2 separate regions of the Mus musculus genome follow, and region 1 is linked to region 2. Evidence: chromatin contacts called from public HiChIP or PLAC-seq data. All regions are on one chromosome and are shown on one strand. The core of a region is the stretch at or near the end of the contact, and the rest is flanking DNA. Distances in the headings are between cores, read along the strand shown.

Region 1 (2,884 bases), core at 140-2,639, 580 kb after region 2:
AATAATCCCAATGTTATAAATTCACAGTTAAATCAATATCTGCCCCAAGATAAAGGCAGCTTCCATTCTCCAGCTCTCTGACTCAGAGCAGCCATCTTGTCTCTTTCCACAGCAGGGGACCTCAGAGCCCTCTTTTTTTTTTTTTTTTTTGTTTGTTTCAAGGCTCCCTCGCTTAAGTACACATGACTCATCATCCCAGCACCACCTTTCTCTCACTTAGAAAATAAAACTCTAACTCTCAGGCTAATAATCTTAAATTTCTAGTGGATTCTTGCCTAACACGTTGGTTTACCACATGTTGTGGGAAGCAATAAAAAGGAACCTTGCCATGCTATGGCCAGTCAAGCACTGGTGGGCAAGTCTCTCTGACTCAGAGCTCCAAAATCTCTCCACCCAGATAAGTTCCCACTGGCAGGTCACTACCACACCAGCCCCGTGCTTCAAAACTCCTACATCCTTTTGGGGGACACATCAGGCAAACCCATGCTTTGCTGCCATACCTTTCTCTCTCTCTGGAACACCGCCGAGCCACCACATGAAGGAAAACAACACAAAGTTAGTTCAGAAACAATGGTAACTCAATCACTGACTACAACAACGAGAATTCTAATCTTGTAAGCTTTATTAAATGTAAATCCTCCTGTGGCAAATCCTGGCAGATTCACTATCTAAACTGGGAGACACTAGTAGCCAGATCTTGTCCTTTCCCTGTCTCTGTCAAAAAACCCTTCTCCTGCTTCCTCTCTTCCTCTGACCAACCCCGGAAGTCCCTGTGTTTCCATTTTCTTGACATAGAAAATATATTTCTTTTTTTTTTATTCTCTAAAATTTTTCTTAAGGACTTCACCCTCTTATCTTTAAACCAAATAGTTTTTCTTTCTTTCTTTCTTTCTTTTTTAATTCAGTTTCCCTTCTCTTTTATAGTTTTCTAAACTCAATACCTTACCTGCTCAGATGTCTGTGGCTTTTCAATCCTATTGCAGCTCAGGGTAAGTGCTCCTCTGTCCTTCTGCACATTTCCAGGCTCCTCGGACTAGCATGTATCTGTAGTGGCCAGCTCCACCCTCTCAGCTCAGTTCAGAAGGTTGTCCCATTGGCTTTGCCTCCTGCCAGTTCTAGACAGGCCACTCCCACCTGCTGTGCTTCTGTGAGGGTTCAGGCCTTCACCCAAGGGCACCCATGGGTATTCTTGGTGCCCACTTGCCCTGCCACATTTGGCTGGGCTGCCACCTGTCATCAAGCATCAGGATGGGGGCTCAGTGGGCCTGGACTGGGGTGCTGAATTTCCCATAAGCCTCAGCATGAGTCATACCTTCCACCCAGCAGAGCACTGGCTCCCCAGAGCAGCATGCAACATGAGAAGTGTTTCCTGTGGGGCTGTGCCTTGAGGCTCTGGTTCCTCACTCTACTGCCTCATACAGGCCTCTGCTCTCCCTAGAAGATGGCCATGGTGCACCTTGGAGGGATAAGAGGCCTGTATTTCCATACTCAGCCTCTTCATGTTTTTTTGCCTCCACTGTTCACTGGCTTCTGTGGCCAACCACACCAAACGGAGCAGCCTGCCCACCATCACAGAGCAGTATGCTAAACCATCCTTCCCAATGGCTTCTCAGGCTCTAAACCTGGATAACATGCCCCACATTGGGTGTCATCTATTAAAGTGTTTGTTTTTCCTCCTGGTTCCAAGCTCCCATAATAACCACTCAGACTCAAAATATATTTACAGATATCTAGGCCATATAGCTAGGCTCTTCTCTGATAACCCACTTATATTAGCCTATATTCTGCCATGTGGCTGGTCACCTCTGCTCAGGTATCATTCATCTGTCCTCCTCACATCTTCCCCAGCAACTCTTCCCACACCTGGCTCTTTCCCAGAATCCTCTCTGCCTACCAGTTGTCCCACCTTCTAGTCTACCCTTTTCTATAGGCCGTAGGTTTTCTTAATTGACAGGTGATTCGTCCATAAAATACACAAGCTGTTCTCTGTACACACATTCTCACTTCCTACTGCATCAGAGTCTGTGTGCATGACTTTCAGAATCCATATCCAACGACCTCTTCCCTAAACCACTCTCTCACCTTACCTTAAAATACACACTGGAGAATTTTAAATGTGGTTCCTTCCACAACCTAAATTCCATCCTTATCACTCCAGAAATTAATTTTGGTATCAGATTACCAGTTCTCTGTCTCCCTTTGTATCATGGTTAAAGTATAACCAAACACAAGAAAGAGCTGTTTATCCTGACAGGAAAAAACCCTTTAAGGACTGCATTGTTCACTCTGTCTCCCGCCACTGAACAGTTTGTTATAATTTCCTGTTTCCCTCTAATTGCTTTCTCCCCTGGCTGCTCAGAACCAGAGTTTTAAAGTTGAATTCTTCTCTCTGAGACTAATAGAAACTACAACTATTCACAACTAAAGAAATACTACATAATGCTTCTTTCCCCTTCCCTCCCTTTCCCCCACCCCGTTACTCTCTTCCAGCACAAATAACTGTTTTGACCAATCAGGTGAGTCCATCAACTCATTCCAGCCAGCTTTTCAGACCTGCTTCTTTCTCTTTATGTATTAGCACAAATTGAATAGCAATCAAAATATGAGTTCACATTTGTCACCCAATGACATTTGAAAGTTGGTCCCCAATCATTATGTAAAGACCTGGCCAGTACCACGGCCTTTTCTAGTCCTTGAGTTATGGACTCTCCCAAGAACTTTATGAAGCAAACAGCTATGTTTTAGAGTGGTTTCAACTTATCTCCTTTTTTCCTGTTTCAACATGTTCCTACAATGGCAAAAACTGATACAGGTGGTTACATGTTGAGACAACTGCACACAGCTGTACAAATTAGAGACCTCTCTGGTAAGGAGAGAGGACTGC
Region 2 (2,856 bases), core at 119-2,618:
GGGCAGTCCCAACTTTATAGTTAGTAAAGTGAGACTGTGCTAATTAAAAGATTAGCTTAAACTCAGTACCTAATTGTGGTGAATCTATCACGTCTCAGATTTCTTTTCTTCCTCCTCTTTTTTTTTATTTAATTTTCGTGTGTGTGTGTGTGTGTGAGTGTGTGTGTGTGTGAATGTGTGTGTGTGTGTGTGAGTGTGTGTGTGTGTGAGTGTGAGTGTGTGAGTGTGTGTGTGTGTGTGTGTGTGTGTGTGTGGAGGATGTCAGATTCCCCTTGAACTGCAGTTATAGGTAATTGTGAGCCACCAGACATGGGTGCTGGGAACTAAATCTGGGTCCTCCGAAAGAGCAGCAAATGCACTTGCCTGCTGAGCCACGTCTCTATCTGTCTTTTCCAGTATTTCTTTTTCAACTGAAATGTCTGATGGATGCTGCTATAGAGACATGTAGCAGAGGCTGGCTGTGATTTCTTGATTGCCCTGCCTCCATTGCCCAGTACTGGAATTACAGGCATGTGCAATCACACCCTGCATTATTGATGCTGTGTGCCAAATACAGAACTCTAAAAAGTCACACTTGGGGGTCTGGAGATGGCTTAGTGGATAAGAGCACTAGTGATTCTTTCTTGTAGAGGACCCAGGTTCTATTTCCAGCACCCACATGGTCACTCACAACCATCTGTGATTCCAATTTGGAGGGATCTGATGTTTTCTCCTAAACTCAGGGCATGGGACATGCATGAGGTACATATACATATATATGCATGCACACATATATGCAAAACACTCATGCACACGGAGTAAAATAAATAAATCTAAAAAGCAATTTACAGAAAGTTAAACTTGGTAGTCACAAAGCACCTTCCTCGGGTATATTTCTAAATGGCTAGTGTTCTATCTGCCTTGAACTCTTAGACACGAGAGCGGGGGGGGGGGGGTGTATAAATATTGGTTTTCAGGATGCACAGAGAGAGCCAAAGACTGTCTAAAGGAGATGATATTTCTGAGGTTCATAACTTTGCTGGTCCCCCACCCCACATCCCTTTGCTTCTAAGTGAATTGAGAGAAACGGCCATTTGCACGGACATCACTCTCCCACTTTTACTAAGTTAGTGTTTTGCCTAACTGAGGCCCAATTTTAAACAGGTTATCTGATAGAGAATATTATGGGGCATCCCGTAGTCTCAAAAGCAAAGAGAACACTGGGAGAGGCTCCTGGGAGAGGTCTCGAAAAGATTGAGTTACACACAGCCAAGCAGGGCAAATGGTGTTTTTATGTGTTTTCTGGGGCGTGGTGTGGGTGGAGGGAGCTCTAAAAGGGAAAAGCAAACATTTGCTGGAGTCTTTGGTACTGAACTTAAACAAAGCCATGCCTTTGTTCCCCTTTTATAAGGCCAGGGCTGACAGGAACAGCTATGAGGCTGGAGCTAATGCTGTGAGCAAGGACTAAGGACTAATCTTTGGATGGCATCTCACTGAAGATATCAGTTGATCTTTTTTGTTAGCGTGGAGTAGCCATGGTTTCTGCCCCTCATTCTACTTATGGCTCCGTACATAACAGCTATGGACCATTGTGTTGTGCAGAGAATTGGATTACACACTTGGATTTCACGACATAATGGTGTGTGCTTGTGTGCACAGTGACTAATATTTGTTCAGTAATTACTATATCTCAGGCACCCTGCCAGGCCTTTATATATATATTACTCAATTATTCGTGTTTCTAAGCAGGTGACAGTTTTCATCTAACTAAGGAGTGATTTAAAGTTAGCTGGTTTCACTCAGTAACACAGCAAATGCATAACAGAGCCGAGCAAGCCGAGACCGAGCATGGAGCATGACCTCCAGTCCAACTGCTTCGTGTTCGGCGGGTCATCTCCACTCTCACGGACAGTGAGACAATGGTGCATTTGAGGCAGCACACGAGGTACCAGTTTCTGGAGATTCATGGCCAGGCACAGATCCCATTCTCAGAAAAGTTAGGGACAGGCTTGGAGCTAAGACGAACTTCTAGTACCCCTGTCTGGGATTACAGGCAGGAACCACGCTCTCTTTTCTTTTCTCTTGTCATTTCTGCATTTTTTTTAAAAATTTTAAATATTTAGATGAGAAATTAGAATAGTGTGATTAATGACACACAGGCTAAACTTAGGTCAATTCATTACTAATATTTGTCCAGCTTTTCTCTCTTCCCCTCCTCGCCTCCTGTCCTGCACTTGGCCATTTGGCACGCAGAAGAGGAAGCCAGCCCTGTGGGGTCAGAGAGGGTGGGCAGGGAGGGGAGAGGGGGCTGCTGCATTTCTAGAGTTGGAAAGATGAGCACCCAGGATGGGGCTGGGAAGCAGGAGTTTTCATAAGGCTTCCTCTAGATCGAAGGGAACATGCATCTGAAAGCTTGGGCTACAAAAAGATGCTGCTGATCTGGGCAGTGTTGGCGCACCCCTTTAATCCCAGCACTTGGAAGGGAGAGACAGACAGATTTCTGAGTTTGAGGCCAGCCTGGTCTACAGAATGAGTTCCAGGACAGCCAGGGCTACACAGAGAAACCCTGTCTCAAAAACAAAACAAAAACAAAGATGCTGCTGAGAAAGCACAGCTGAAGAGAACAACACCAGCAGCCAACTTACATTCCTGTGTACCGCTTGTACAAAACCTACACAGAAAGACATTCACGGTGGATTTGTTTATAATTAAAAGGTGGAAACAGCCCCAATGGGGAGGGGCATTATTATTTTATATGTAAGCATGTTTTAAAGAGACAGAACTATCATATCACATTTCAGCATTAGGTGAGAAGAATGAGAATCAGGGCTGTGTACATTCTCTTCTGTGGCTTCCCAAGTAGGACAGAGCATGTGG

What was found. HiChIP or PLAC-seq counts read pairs in DNA pulled down with a chosen protein or histone mark.
Region 1: a FOXA1 HiChIP or PLAC-seq map of pancreatic cancer cells shows a contact between it and region 2. The contact joins two enhancer-like sites. A contact is called at or near these places in 2 of 15 datasets of contacts at CTCF or cohesin (pro-B cells and stem cell-derived epiblast-like cells), 4 of 484 Hi-C or Micro-C datasets (Sertoli cells, cardiomyocytes, embryonic fibroblasts and 1 more), 7 of 115 datasets of contacts at active chromatin or transcription factors (T-cell acute lymphoblastic leukemia, embryonic basal ganglia, embryonic forebrain and 4 more) and 1 of 9 other capture datasets (adipose tissue).

The regions. Positions count from the first base shown.
Region 1 is chr15:37,898,687-37,901,570 of GRCm38.p6, forward strand. Gm35019 (a long non-coding RNA gene) reads right to left here. Exons shown (of 7, transcript XR_383951.4): 2 at 947-1,230; 3 at 501-512. Among named protein-coding and RNA genes, the nearest start is that of Gm35019, 7.8 kb to the right of the region's middle. Within about 2 kb of position 1,390, at least 10 of the 459 cell types and tissues checked have an H3K27ac peak or open chromatin away from gene starts, as enhancers often do. A contact at or near this core is called in pancreatic cancer cells, where this site is marked.
Region 2 is chr15:37,316,608-37,319,463 of GRCm38.p6, forward strand. All of the region lies in intron 8 of Grhl2 (grainyhead like transcription factor 2), which reads left to right. Among named protein-coding and RNA genes, the nearest start is that of Gm16136, 85 kb to the left of the region's middle. Within about 2 kb of position 1,369, at least 45 of the 459 cell types and tissues checked have an H3K27ac peak or open chromatin away from gene starts, as enhancers often do. A contact at or near this core is called in pancreatic cancer cells, where this site is marked.